2 separate regions of the Neogale vison genome follow, and region 1 is linked to region 2. Evidence: chromatin contacts called from public Hi-C data. All regions are on one chromosome and are shown on one strand. Each heading gives the region's core, a stretch centred on a gene start, on an enhancer-like site or on the middle of the called end of the contact. The rest is flanking DNA. Distances are from core to core; before and after follow the strand shown.

Region 1 (6,629 bases), core at 779-3,278, 700 kb after region 2:
TCCTTAGGTATCACTGGGATGACAACAGAGTGAATGAAATATTTCTTGTTTCTAATTGGGACAAGATTAAAATGAAATCATCATCTTGAGGGGAAAAGATGGCATCCTAAGAGCAAGTGTCTTTATTCCATGCTTACTCTGCACTCTGCAGATAAGGTCCTGACAAGAGGAAAATGACAAGCCCCATGGCCTGAGCAGTAACTAAAACCGATAGGAGAAGGGGGCACATGATTGGCACTGGACACAGGCCGCTGGGTCCCCAGGAAGAGAAAGCCCAGCTAAACCAAAAGCCAAGAGTGGGCTAGAGTGGAACTTCTCAGCGGATGTGCCCCACCCCACGTAGTGACCTGGGGCACCTCCACTGGATTAGAAGCCCAGAGGCCCCCTTCAAGAGTAACTGAACCCCTCCCCAAGTTCTCCACATCACCATCAAACCCTCCAAGTAAGACTTATTTGTTTGTCCCGATGCCATGCACACGTTTGATGGGAGCCACAGAGTGAAGAGAACAAGGAAGCCCCAGGAGCAAGGCGAGAGGGGGACAACGGTGAGGCAAGTGAGGTACATGCCTTAGGCACAAAATATAAGAAGGCGCCAAAAACCCTAGTCATCAAGGTAAATAATATTTCAATGCAATGTCTTAAAAACAAAAATTAATGTGTAAAACTCCATGATGAACAAAACATAATTTTAAATAAAGATGGGATTGGGAGGTTTAGAAGCACCAGACACAGGAGTTGCAGGGACAAACTTGGGGCAATGGCTGTACCAGGAGAGACCTAATGCTGCCAGACCCAAATGGGTGCCGAGAGGTCCCAGTGGAAAAGCCCATAAATGGACAAGTTCCATTTTTGAGGACCTTGCCCCTGGAAAAGCATTGTCCCCATCATTGCTTTATTCCAGACACATATAAAACTCCCCACCCACTGGCTGGGAGATAATTTGAGAAGTAAGCTCCAACTGCTCTGGGTTCAGGGTTCATTCAAAGCTGGCAAAATTTTACTTTTATGGTCCAAGGAAAAAACTGCTTATCAGAGAGCTTAAGAGATGTCTCAGTCCCGATCTAGTATTTATTTTGCAATGTTTTGATGAATGCCAGTGAAATGATTCCAAAATACACAGATTAAATTTCCCTAGAACATACATGGTTTGGGGAAAATGAAAGGGAAATGGTGCTTTGAGCAAAATATACCTGTTTGGTTCTGCCATGCCCCCAGATATTTAAAGAATACTACAAAGCTTGCCAAACTCCAAGTGCTTCTAGACCCATATAGTCTCTCTCTGTACTTGAGAATACCTTTCCACCTTGTTTTCCCCTGGCAGCTCTACTCACAAAAGGAGGTCTATAACTCCATTTTCTCTTCTGTAAATAAAAACATCTCTAAAAGTATACGTCTGACATGCACACCAGAAGGCAAGAAAGAAAGGCAAATACAATGTTTTAGGGTCTTGTCATCCACCCAGGATCATCACACACTTAGGAATAAGATGTCAGGTGCTAATCTTGGAGGACTCGCTCTGTTTAAACAAACAGCTCTGGTTCTCATGTAATGTCACACTCCATTCTGAGGCTTTGGAAGAATAGCCCCCTTGTCACCAGGTTCATGAGTCCTTACTGAAATCTAAATACACAGATGAACCAATAAATGTCATTCTGTTCAAATTCAGGTATTGGCCTAAAGTGCCTTACCGGGTAAGTATGATCATCTCACCAGATCAACACTGTAGCAGTGGGGGGTCTGGGGGGCGAGGGAGGTGGGTGGCACAAGGCAAATGAATTGCATTATGATAAGAGCCAAAAAGTTGTGTTTGGGGAAAAAGTCTCATTGTGTATATATCACTATCTTCCTAATTCTCCTATGGCAGGATTAGAAATGGGTAAAGGGGAATCAAACAGAAAAATTGTGTTTCTAAGCAAGAAATCAAGGCAGCCAGTGCAGTGAGCCCTGGAGATGCAAGGTTCTCAGGTTGGCAAGTGGGTTAGCAGGGCAGAGGTGAGGTGTTTCCGTTCCTGGGTTTGTTTTGTTCACTCCTTGGCGTGAGAAGCCAGGCACATTTCTTCAATCTTGGAAGCGACAAAGGAGTCCTATTCATTGGAGTTTGTGAATCAACAAAGAGGAATGGCGTTTAATATTTAAATATGTCTCATGTAGCCATTAAAAATCTTTTATGAGTGTTAAGCCATTATTAAAGCAAGATGGGCTCTAGGTCATGGACCCTTTCATGGCACTCCCACAGAGCTAATGAGACAAATAATATCTCTTCATAAGATGATGGCTGGCTGCCTCCAGCACTGAATTCAGTGTGCCTACTGTAGTTAAAAATTCTAAAGGAAAAAAAAAATGACCACTAGAATTATCCTACCCGAGGAAATTTTTTCTTTTCATTGTCTGAGCAAAAACATACTTTCTAACTCAATTAATGTTAGCTTGGGTTCCCCAGCCCCGTGTGTGTGTGTGTGTGTGTGTGTGTGTGTGTGTGTGTGGTTAGAGAGGCTGGGTAAAAAACATAGACTAAAGATGATCAAACAGATGGATATTAAGAACACACATGAATGCCTGTTATTCACTGCACCAAAGAGTTATGTCTATAGAAGTTATTTACCCACTTACATTTACAGATGGCATCATGTTCCACTCCACTCTAAGTCATCCACTTTCCATGACAACTGGGCTGACGGAAGGAAAGAACAATGACAAAAGCATGGAAAGCTAATAAAAGAAGATAAACATACTGCATAAGAGAAATATGTGAGTGAGCACAGATGCTGTAAATTTTATACAGCAACTTGTTTGGAAAGACCTAGGTCAGTGAGTGATATCCTCCACTTGCTAAAATCAAAGTTTTATTATACCCCATTGCCAAACTATATTCACACAAATAAATAGTAGGATATTTAAGATAGGTATATGTAAATGCTCCCAAATACTCTTCTTTTATTTATTCTTAAGAAGATGGAGTTCGACATCCAGCTGCCACCAGAACATGGCACTCTCCACTAAGAGTAATTGAATGGCAACTATCACACCATGAGAATGAAACACGAATGTGTTATTGTTTTCAGATCATATATTCAGCACAAAACTTTGTCATACCTTCTTTTAATGTCATATATAACAACTTAGTAGTTTCATGAAGTGTTCATTAAACTGAAACAATAAAACAGTACATAATATAGACCTCTGAGTTCTGATATTCATGGTATATGATTTTTTAAAATTTTTTAATTTTTTATAAACATATATTTTTATCCCCAGGGGTACAGGTCTGTGAATCGCCAGGTTTACACACTTCACAGCACTCACCAAAGCACATACCCTCCCCAATGTCCATAACCCCACCCCGCTTCTCCCAACCCCCCTCCCCCCAGCAACCCTCAGTTTGTTTTGTGATTTTTTTAATGAATACTGACAAGAGACAATTTCCAGGAGTTTTCCAACTACTAATGTTAAGGCATTTAGAAAAAAATTCACAGTTGACAAGTGGTAGCAGGAGAGCAACAATTACATTATATACCTTTTGGTTAATTCATCTTGGTTGCTACATTACCATTAATTACAGTGTTATAATATTCAACAAAAATTCAACAAATTTTGCTGGTGTTGTCATGACTCGTTTGGTCATAAGAGGCAAAGATGGCTCAGACAAGGTGCCCCAAAATGAGAAGTGTGGGGGCACTAAATTTGGAAACAAAAAGCAATCAGGAATTGAGGTAGCTTTTGTTGTGTGCCTGTGTATGAACTTGTGTATCAGTCTATCTTTCTCCCTTTCTTTTGGGGACTTCAGGGACCCTCATCCCAACCTTCTCAGTGCATCTCTGCTTTATCGTCCCCATTCTCTTGGTCCTCAACCATATAAATGCTACCCGGGTCTATCTGGTGGGCTCTCAACTCAGTTTCCTGAAGCTAACCTGCTCAGGCTCTGAATTTCCTCAATTCTAAATTCCAACAAGAGAGAAGATAGAGGATGTCTTCTCTTTTTCACCCAGACACCCGCTGGAAGTCATCAATAAGCCTCTGGACAGACCATCCTTTGATCCCACATGCTTCACCAATTGAATCTGATCTTGTTTAATCAACCCATGAAGTCACTGATTCAGCAGGTTAGAATCGTACGGGAGACTCCCAAGCCTAGCTCACCACACTGAGGACATGACTATGGCGGAATATTACAGCAGTGAGCACTTGCTGTCAGAGAGGACACCCAAGAGAAGACATGGATCACGTGCCAGCCACTGTGTCTCAGATTAATGGGGAACTCTTCATTTCAACCTGCAAACAATTTGAAGATAAGTCTTCCCTCTGTATTTTTTGGTAAAAATAAATAAATAAATAAATAAATAAATAAATAATCTCAGCTTATATGAGTGCACAGAAATAAGGAAGGTATTCCCTGCTGCTAAGTAATTAGAGGCAAGCACGTGGAAAAAACTTGGAGCACATGCTGTCAGGGCCCTTTACATGGAAATGATCATGCTAGACTAGTCTGTGGAAGAGTGAGGGTGACATCTGAGGAGGAACAACAGCCACTAGGGGACCCAGGAAGAGGAGCACAGGGTTAAGAAGCTGCTGCTGCTATTAGTATCAGTAATGATTTTCTGTCTCTGTAGTAAGGTCTTTTATGCGTTATCCTTGGTCTGGGTTTTCAACAATCCTTAGAGAGGAGGGACTTAGCAAAGAATGTCTAAACCTTGTTGTATCCTTGTTGATCATTTGTTACCCATAATTACACTTACCTTAATTGGATGTAATAAACTGTATATGATTTTTCATGCACAGAGTAGAACTTAAACACACATCCTTCTTGTTCATTTCATCTGAAAATAGATACTACTGTTGCTGCTCATCCCAAGAGCTTTTAAGAAAGGAGAAAACTACCACAAGGTAGTATGGCACTCTTTCTTTCAAAATGTTTTAAGGAATTGATAGTTCCTTATTATCATCTGAGTCATCTCCCCAGCTGTTTCAAGGAAAGAAACAAAAATGGCCAGCAATCTTCTAATTACAACTGCCCTCTCAATCCACTATGGAAAGAAAAGGAAATGGTCACTCAGACTTATTCTAACAATATATCTCAACAGAGTCCTTTTTTTTTTTTTTTAATAACTTAGAAGTATGTCCAGAATAAACCAATTTAAAAATACTCTAAATCTTCCTTTATGGCAATGGAATATAACCACTATAAAGACGGTGAGAGAGCCTGCCTGGATTGTTCCCCTAGTGCCTAGTCCATATTGGGGCTAAGATAATGGCTCAGTTTGTATTTGTTGAATGATTAAATTAATTAACTGACAGTAAGCAGGAAAGGAGAAAAGGACATATTGAGGTAAGAGTCACTAATAACATTTTTGTAGGTTCTTCCTCTCATCCTATTAGATATTTTATATTAGCAGAATCCAAATTTGGACACTTTATTAAATACAGCTGTTAGATCATGACAAATGATAGACAGAGACCTGCTAAGTTATTTGCATCTAAAAGAACAAGAAAAAAAAAAATGGCAATCTTCCTTGTCCTCAGCTGAGCCAGTGAGTTGGTTTGGGTTCTAGAGTCATTGTCAAACACGTCTGACTTTTTGAGTTTAAGTATTGGAAATGACTCAGTTAAGATGCAAATGAGACTTGATACAGCATCAGAGATTTTAGAAATGAACAATGATTATGTTAATTATGATTGATGACCCTGACCATACTCTGATTACTATTTGTAGTTTCACCATTTGAGTTGTAATTCACTGCCTATTAGCTCATATCAATGTCTGGTTATAAAAATGTTCATAATATTTACAATCAGAGGCCGTGGTGAGTACAGTCATATAAATGTGTGAATAATTGAGAGGTTATGTTGCAGTACATGCCTCATCAAGCTTCCTTTTCAAGTCTCAAGAACATATTTAAAGTTCAACACTAGACGTCAATAATACTTGAATTACTGGGGGGTGGGGATAGGGGTGGGGACAGGAAGCTGCATTAACAAAGCTGTCAAAAACACCCTCTGCTTTAAATTTACTTGGACAACTGAACAATGGAAATAGTTCACTCATTTAAGGGTTGACTTCATCTAGTAAAGATTCCACTGCATTTAAAAGAAGAAGAAAAAGAGTTTGAAATTTATTGAGTTTCTTGGTCCTCAAGAAGATTGAAAGAAAGTCAATCTTGATAAAAGAATTACAAAGTTGACTAGATTGCCAAATTTATATTGTAGATTCAGTACAACTGATATAAAGACAAGTAAAATATTCATATACATATGATCCAACAAGATCATATTACAGCGATCTCAATAAAGTACAAAGGACCCAGCAATAAAATAATATGGTGTAGGGCATACTAACCAAAGACTACAATTAAGTACCTACTAACTTTGATTTGACTCCACAAGAGAAGGTTCTGGAGCATTTAGAACTGAAATTAACCCAACACATGCAAAAGGGTCCTTTTCCCCTAATCTTTATTATTTACATTTCATGGAATGCTATTGTAAAGGATAGTTCAAGTTTCAGGGGAAAGTCCAAGTTATTCTAATATGAAAATGTGGAGGAAAAAAAAAGTATGATAAGATTTTTAAAATCACAAAACCACCAACATTTGTAGACTTTATTAACATACTAATCCATGTTTATCTTTAATATG
Region 2 (6,772 bases), core at 423-2,922:
CCTTTTCTTTCCCCTTCCCAGCTTTATTGAGTTATAATCGTGATTTTCCTTTATGCTGTTTCTGGACCCCTCACCGCTGTGCTGTTGACATGTAGGCTACAAACAGCCCAGTTTCATAAGAAAATGTAAGTGAGAACCAGTGAGGAGAAATTAATGTGCTTTTTTAGTGCTTTTCCTCACGTTGCTTCCTCCATTGCCTTCACTTAGGCAGGAGTGCCAGTGTGAGCAAGGTCCCTCCCATAGCTTGCTGGGCCGTGGAGTTCAAGGCCGCTGGAATGCCTGAGCCAGGAGCACATGGCGCTGTGCAACCAGGCTGATGGGAAGCCCCGAACAGCTTGCTGAATTATTACTTCATCCTCAGCCGAAGCAGCGGGAGGCGAGATGATGAGTGAGGGAAAGAGCCCGTGGACTTCAATGTGGGCTGAGGGAACCAAAACAAACACAGAGAAGACAGGCCAATATTTAAATCTGTGTAAAGGATGGAGCACGCAGGAATGTTTGACTCTATTTTGTCTAGTGAACAGATTTCATTTTTTAATGGCTGTGTTAGTCAGTGCAAAGCAGAATCGTGGAATGGAATCTGTTTTTCTTCCCCCTCCCCTGAGCCACTTGTGACTCACAGGGACATTTGCCTGTTCCGGGTGGACAGAAGGTGGCCTGCAAGTCTTAGAGGGAGACCAGTTCTGAACTCACATGCTGTGCCCAGATGCTTAGTACATCTCTCCTTCCTGAATAAACCTTCCCTAAGAATATCGGGATGAGAAGAAGACCTTGCATAGAGCAACAATAGCATTTCACAAGTCGTGTTTTCCAGGCTGCTCAGCTCTGGTTGAAAAGCATCAATGTCCCGGACATAGAGCCCTTCCCTTTCCCCTCTCCCGCTGTTGCAGTGGGTGCCTCTCTGCACATTCTTCTTTGATCCCCCCATAGGATATTCTTCTTCTTTTTTTTTTATTGCCTCACACCAGAGTTTCATGTTTACATTCATCTTTTCACTTTGTCACCCTCCTGGGTAGTCCATTGCATTTTCCAAGATGTCCACACCATTGTTCAGCTGTGTGATTCCAGTTCTTCCCCCCGACCTCCTGCCGTTGTCAGTGGCCAGGGAAAGCCAGTCCCTTACCTCATTGTTCTATTGCTTTATGCAAATATTTTTTACTGACTTGAAACCAAATATTGTGATGAACAGAAGATGACCATTTAAATACATATTCGGGGCGCCTGGGTGGCTCAGTGGGTTAAAGCCTCAGCCTTCGGCTCAGGTCATGATCCCAGGGTCCTGGGATCGAGCCCCTCATTGGGCTCTCTGCTCAGCAGGGAGCCTGCTTCCTCCTTCTCTCTCTCTGCCTGCCTCTCAGCCTACTTGTAATCTCTGCCTGTCAAATAAATAAAATCTTAAAAAAAATACATATTCTATCCTTGTGATTACATAATGAGGCAGAATATTAGAGTGAGAATGTAGGTGTAGATGTGCACGCGCGCGCGCACAGACACACACACACACACACACACACTCCCTCCTTTTGGTCTATGGAGGGAGAGCACATTACCCGAAAGGGCGGACAAATGAATCCAATCTGTGTTTACATTATAACTGCCCAAGGAAACTGCTGATTTCACTTCTTTTTGATATTCTTTTCCACTTTTCAGGAAACTGTTGGAGGATCTAGCTTGCCGTGGGTGGCATGGGCTTGGGGGATGGTAATTTTTCAGTCACAAGATTAATAAAAATACCTTTTTTCCGGTCTTAGTGTAGCAGTAAGATGCAATCTAGGCTCAGAGCTGTAGAGGGCGCGCGCGTCTCAATAATAGCACAGCCATCGGCCCTAGAGAAAAGGAGCCGGGTGGTAGGGGAGAAATAATCCTTTTCTTACTAGATATTTTATAAGAAAGGAGATAAGGTGCATTTGGGAATAGCCACTAAATCGTATTGTTTTCATATTACCTTTTATAATAGTTCAATAGTTTTTCTTGAGGATAAGCTCATCTTCTAATTTGTATCCTTTGGTGATGGTTTTGTTAGAAGGCGCAAGCCCCATGCAGTGAGAATGAACGTCTTTTAAGATTTTATACCTTGTTTGCTTCACACAAACTCCTCAGAGAGGCTTTCTTCTTCGTCAGTCGGGTCTAAAATAGGTCCCTCAACATTAAGTTTTTTTTTTTTTAATAGAAAAATTTTAATTGTGTTCTGATTAACACAATTAACAATGACGTTTTACATAGCATAGACGTCACCATTTTAAAGTGTACTATTCGGTAGGTTATAGTATAGTCAGAAGATTGTACAATCATCACGGGGATGCAAATCTCAGAACATTTCCATTACCTTAAAAAGAAACCCCATACCATTAGGGAGTCGCTGCCCATCCCCATTCCTCCCAGTCCCTGGTATTCACTAATCCGCTTTCAGTCCCTGGGGTTTGTCTATTCTGGACATTTCACACTCACCTCTTTTGAATTATTAAAGTACTCTGTTTGTTTCCTTCCCGGAACACAGGCATTTGTTTGTTTACATACTGTTTATTCTACTCCATGAAAACTTGTAGGGTTTCTTTCCAATTCAGTCTGCCTAGCAATGAGGTGAGCTCAGCCTGGCAGTGTGGGGGTAAACCCCGGCGGGGGGGGGAGGGGGGTTTCTGGGGTTGCTGAGCAGCATGACCTCTAAGGGCTCTTCGAAAGTTTCCACATTTCTGTGCAACATCTTCCCATTCGTTACATTTCCAGTAACCACTCTTTGGGCTCCAGGTCTTCCCTAAGGATTTTCTGCTCTTCAGTTGCAACCCACAGAGTCATAATCGATTTAATCCCATTTAACCAAGGGCTGTGTTGTGCTTCTAGAAAACTCTTTAAGGGCTGGGACCATGCCGGGGCAATAAAAATAGCAATGTTCAGGGAACTTAGGCCATGTGCCAAGCATGGGGATGAGTGTGCTACTTGCATTTTTTTTTTTTTTCAATTATTTCAATGGTCTTCTTACCATCTGGTAGGATTGGCACTACTATGATCATCCCATTTTGAAGATGGGAACACTGTGGCTTAGGGGAAAGGATATATTTTACTCAGCTGGTTTGTGGTAGAGCAGGATCTTGAGTCCTGGCAGTCAGCCTCTGGGGTCACTTTCTTAACCACTTCATTCTCTCTTCAGCTTCCTAGGTTTCAACCTTGTGTTTGCTCAAAGTGCTGGTGTAATGTTTGCCTGTGATATATGAATTAATATTATTGTAATGTTAAGATTCTTCACAACAATGACATTATAAACAAATATTTCGTGCAGTTCTTAGCAGAGTCCTTGTTTTATGGGGTTTTCTGCTTCCTCAGGGCTAGGGAAGTGACTAGCTAGTGTCCTTTGGCACATCTAGGGGTTATGTAAGCATCTGTGCATGGATGAGGGGAAGAATTCCTGTTGGGGACAGGAGCTCATGCATCCAGAGCAGTTGGCTTGTAGAAGAAGGTGTTTTCCTTCAGGAAGAGATCCCCAAGAGAAATGCCTTTGAATGGCTTAGCGGGTAAATTAGCCAAGATTCTCCAGAGAAACAGGACCAATAGGAGACACACACACACACACACACACACACACACTGCATAAATGAAAAGATTTATTCTTTTTTAAAATAAAATCTTCAAGATGGGCTGGAAGTTTCGAGATACAACCATGAACCAAAGCTGCAATTCAAGTTTGAAAACTATCTGGTGAAAAATTCCCTCTTGCTCAGGGAAAGTCAGTCTCTGGGTCTAGTCAGGCCTTTGGCTAATTGGATAAGGCCCACCATATTAGGGAAGGAAATTGGCTTTACTCAATGTCCACCAGCTTAAATGGTAACCTCATCCAAAAACATCCTCACAGAAAATCCAGAATAATGTCAGCCCAGCTCAACTGGGCTCATAAAACTAGCCATCAAAACCTGGTACTTGGTGCTTGGGTTCTGCAAGGAGGTCAGTATTGGAGAATGTTCCACCTCCTATATAGTGAAGAGAGTACAACTCCACCTCCTGTCAGGTACAATCAGTTGGCTCTCCAAGGGTGGTCTTGATGGGTAAGGATGTGTCTTTGTCACTTGAGGTTTGCCCAGAGAACAAGTACTTGTTTGAGACCCATTATTGGTCAGAGGGTCTGTGAGCAGATGTGTTCCTGCACTTTCTAGCCGAGTGGGCCTCAAGGACCTACTGACCACTCACCCAAAAAAGCCTACTTGCTGTTGACTTTGTCACTTCTGGATCACATTTTTTTAAAAAATTAAAGTGTAATTAACATACAGTGTTATATTAGTTTTAGGCGTACAATAAAATGATTAAACAATCCTATATATGATTTAGTTCTCATCATGATAAGTGTACTCGTTTTTTTTTTTTTTAAAGATTTTATTTATTTATTTGACAGGCAGAGATCACAAGTACGCAGAGAGGCAGACGGAGTGAGGGGGAAGCAGGCTCCCCGCTGAGCAGAGAGCCCGATGTGGGGCTCGATCCCAGGACCCTGGGATCATGACCTGAGTCAAAGGCAGAAGCTTTAACCCACTAAGCCACCCAGGTGCCTCTATCCCCCCCTTTTTTATACCACATCTTTATTTGCTCATCTGTCAATAGATGCTTGGTTGCTTCCATATTTTGACTATCCTAAATAATGCTGCAAGAAACACAGGGGTGCATATATATTTTCAAATTAGTGTTCTCATTTTCTCTGGGTAAATACCCAGTAGTGGAATGACTGGATCAAATGAAAATTCTAGTTTTAATTTTTTGAGGAAGCTTCATACTGTTCTTCACAGTGGCTGTGAAAGTTTGCATTCTCACCCCTAGTGTATGAGCATTTCTTTTTCTCCCCATCCTCAACAACACTTGTTACTTTTTGTCTTTTTGATTCTGACAGGTGCAAGGTGATATCTCATTGTGGTTTTGATTTGTGTTTCCCTGAGTAGTGATGTTGAATATCTTTTCATGTGTCTGTTGGCCATCTGTATGTCTTCTTTGGGAAAATGTCTCCTCAGGTGCTCTGCCCATTTTTGAGTTAATATGTGTATGGTTTTTTTTGTTTTTGTTTTTTTTTTTTTTTGGTGTTGAGTGGTGTAAGTTTGGATATTAACCCCTTGTTGGATATATTATTTGCAGATATCTTCTCCCATTTAGTAGGTTGCCTTCTTGTTTTACTGATGGTTTCCTTCACCATCAAAACTTTTTATTTTGGTGTAGTCCCAGTAGTTTAATTTTTCTTTTGTTTCCCTTGCCTCAGGAGACATATCTAGAAAAAATGTTTCTATAGCTGATGTTAAAGGAATTACTGCCTATGTTTTCTTCTGGGAGTTTTATGATTTCATGTCTCACATTTAGGTCTTTAATCCATTTTGAATTTATTTTTGTGTATGGTGTGATAAAGTGGTCCAGTTTCATTCTTTTGCATGTAGCTGACCAGTTTCCCCAGCATCATTTATCGAAGAGACTGTCTTGTCCCCATTGTGTACTCGTGCTTTCTTTGTCATAGATTAATTGACCATTCGGGGCGTGTCTTAGTCCATCTGGGCTACTGGAACAAAGTATCATAGACCAGGTGGCTGATAGACAACAGAAATTTCTCAGAGATTTGGGGGCTGGGAAGTTCAAGATCAAGGTGCTGGCAGATTTGCTGTTTGGTGAGGAGTGCTTTCTGGTTCATAGAGGGCTGACTTCTTGCTGGGTTTTCACATGGTAGAAGGGGTGAGGGAACTCTCTAGGGTCTCTTTTATAAAGGCACTAATCCTTTGGTGAGGGCTCTGCTTTCATGACTTAATTGCCTTCCAAGGGTCCTACCTCCTAATACCATCACCTTGGGGGTTAGCATGCCAATATATGACTTCACGGGGACACAAACATACAGATCACAGTAGGGAGTGTGAGGCAGATGCACAGATGCCTGGCCAGAATTCAGGGGAGACACGGTGGTGCTGTGGACCAGATGACCGTGAGAAGAAGCTGGGTTCTAGATGCATTTTAAAGGCCAGGCCAACAGGATTTGCTGTACATAGCGAGGCCTCTGTGAAGTATGTGTGGGCTGGGGAGCATTGAGAGAGAGGTTTAACATTTACATTCCCATCCAGCCCTCTTTTGCACATTTACACTTGAGGTAGGAAGAAGATGGCCTTGCGATTTTTTAGGATTCTTGTCCTCAATGAGAGAGGGTCTGAGGACTGCCTTTGGGGCTGTTTCAGGATGTCTGACCAGTTTGGTCTTAATGGGCAAGTAACACTTTCTGTGGCCAGTCTCTGTGGCTGAAAGTGGATTGTCTGACTGCCCATCTTCCTGGTCCTTCTGTGGGGTGGACATCCGTGGTCCAGTGGCCATTCAAAGGAAGTGACCTCATAAGCCTGCCTTTCAAACCACACAGGATGGGTCCTTGTGCGACATTCAGCCATCTCTCTGGTTTACACCAAATTCAACAACTTGTGGCCTGCAGATACTCAGTATAAATAGCTGGAAAAGCCTGACCTTGACAACCTCATTTCTCATTCCTTTCTTGTTACAGGTAATAGAGCTGAAAATGTGGTTTTAATTATAGCACTAATGAAAACTGAAAATCCAGACAGACACTTGACGAACTCTGCTGTGCTTTATATTACATTTGTGCTAACTACAAAGTGCCCAGCTGGGTGTAACATTATCCCCCTTTCCTCGAGCATCCGCCTGACTGAAGCTGTATAATTGATGTGTACTTTGGCAGGAGGTCAGCTTAAAGGTTTTTTTTTTTTTTTTTAAAGATTTTTTTTTTTTTTTTCTTCTTAAACATCTTTAACGGTGTTTGGGG

Evidence for each region. A called contact is a pair of places that touch in the nucleus more often than the background predicts.
Region 1: a Hi-C map of fibroblasts shows a contact between it and region 2, with 8 times the contacts expected there. The contact joins two enhancer-like sites. A contact is called at or near these places in 2 of 3 Hi-C or Micro-C datasets (fibroblasts and muscle).

Annotation. Positions count from the first base shown.
Region 1 is chr13:45,846,858-45,853,486 of ASM_NN_V1, forward strand. No RefSeq gene overlaps it. Among named protein-coding and RNA genes, the nearest start is that of DDHD1, 320 kb to the right of the region's middle. Within about 2 kb of position 2,029, the one cell type or tissue checked has open chromatin away from gene starts, as enhancers often do. A contact at or near this core is called in fibroblasts, where this site is marked.
Region 2 is chr13:45,149,904-45,156,675 of ASM_NN_V1, forward strand. No RefSeq gene overlaps it. Among named protein-coding and RNA genes, the nearest start is that of CDKN3, 21 kb to the left of the region's middle. Within about 2 kb of position 1,673, the one cell type or tissue checked has open chromatin away from gene starts, as enhancers often do. A contact at or near this core is called in fibroblasts, where this site is marked.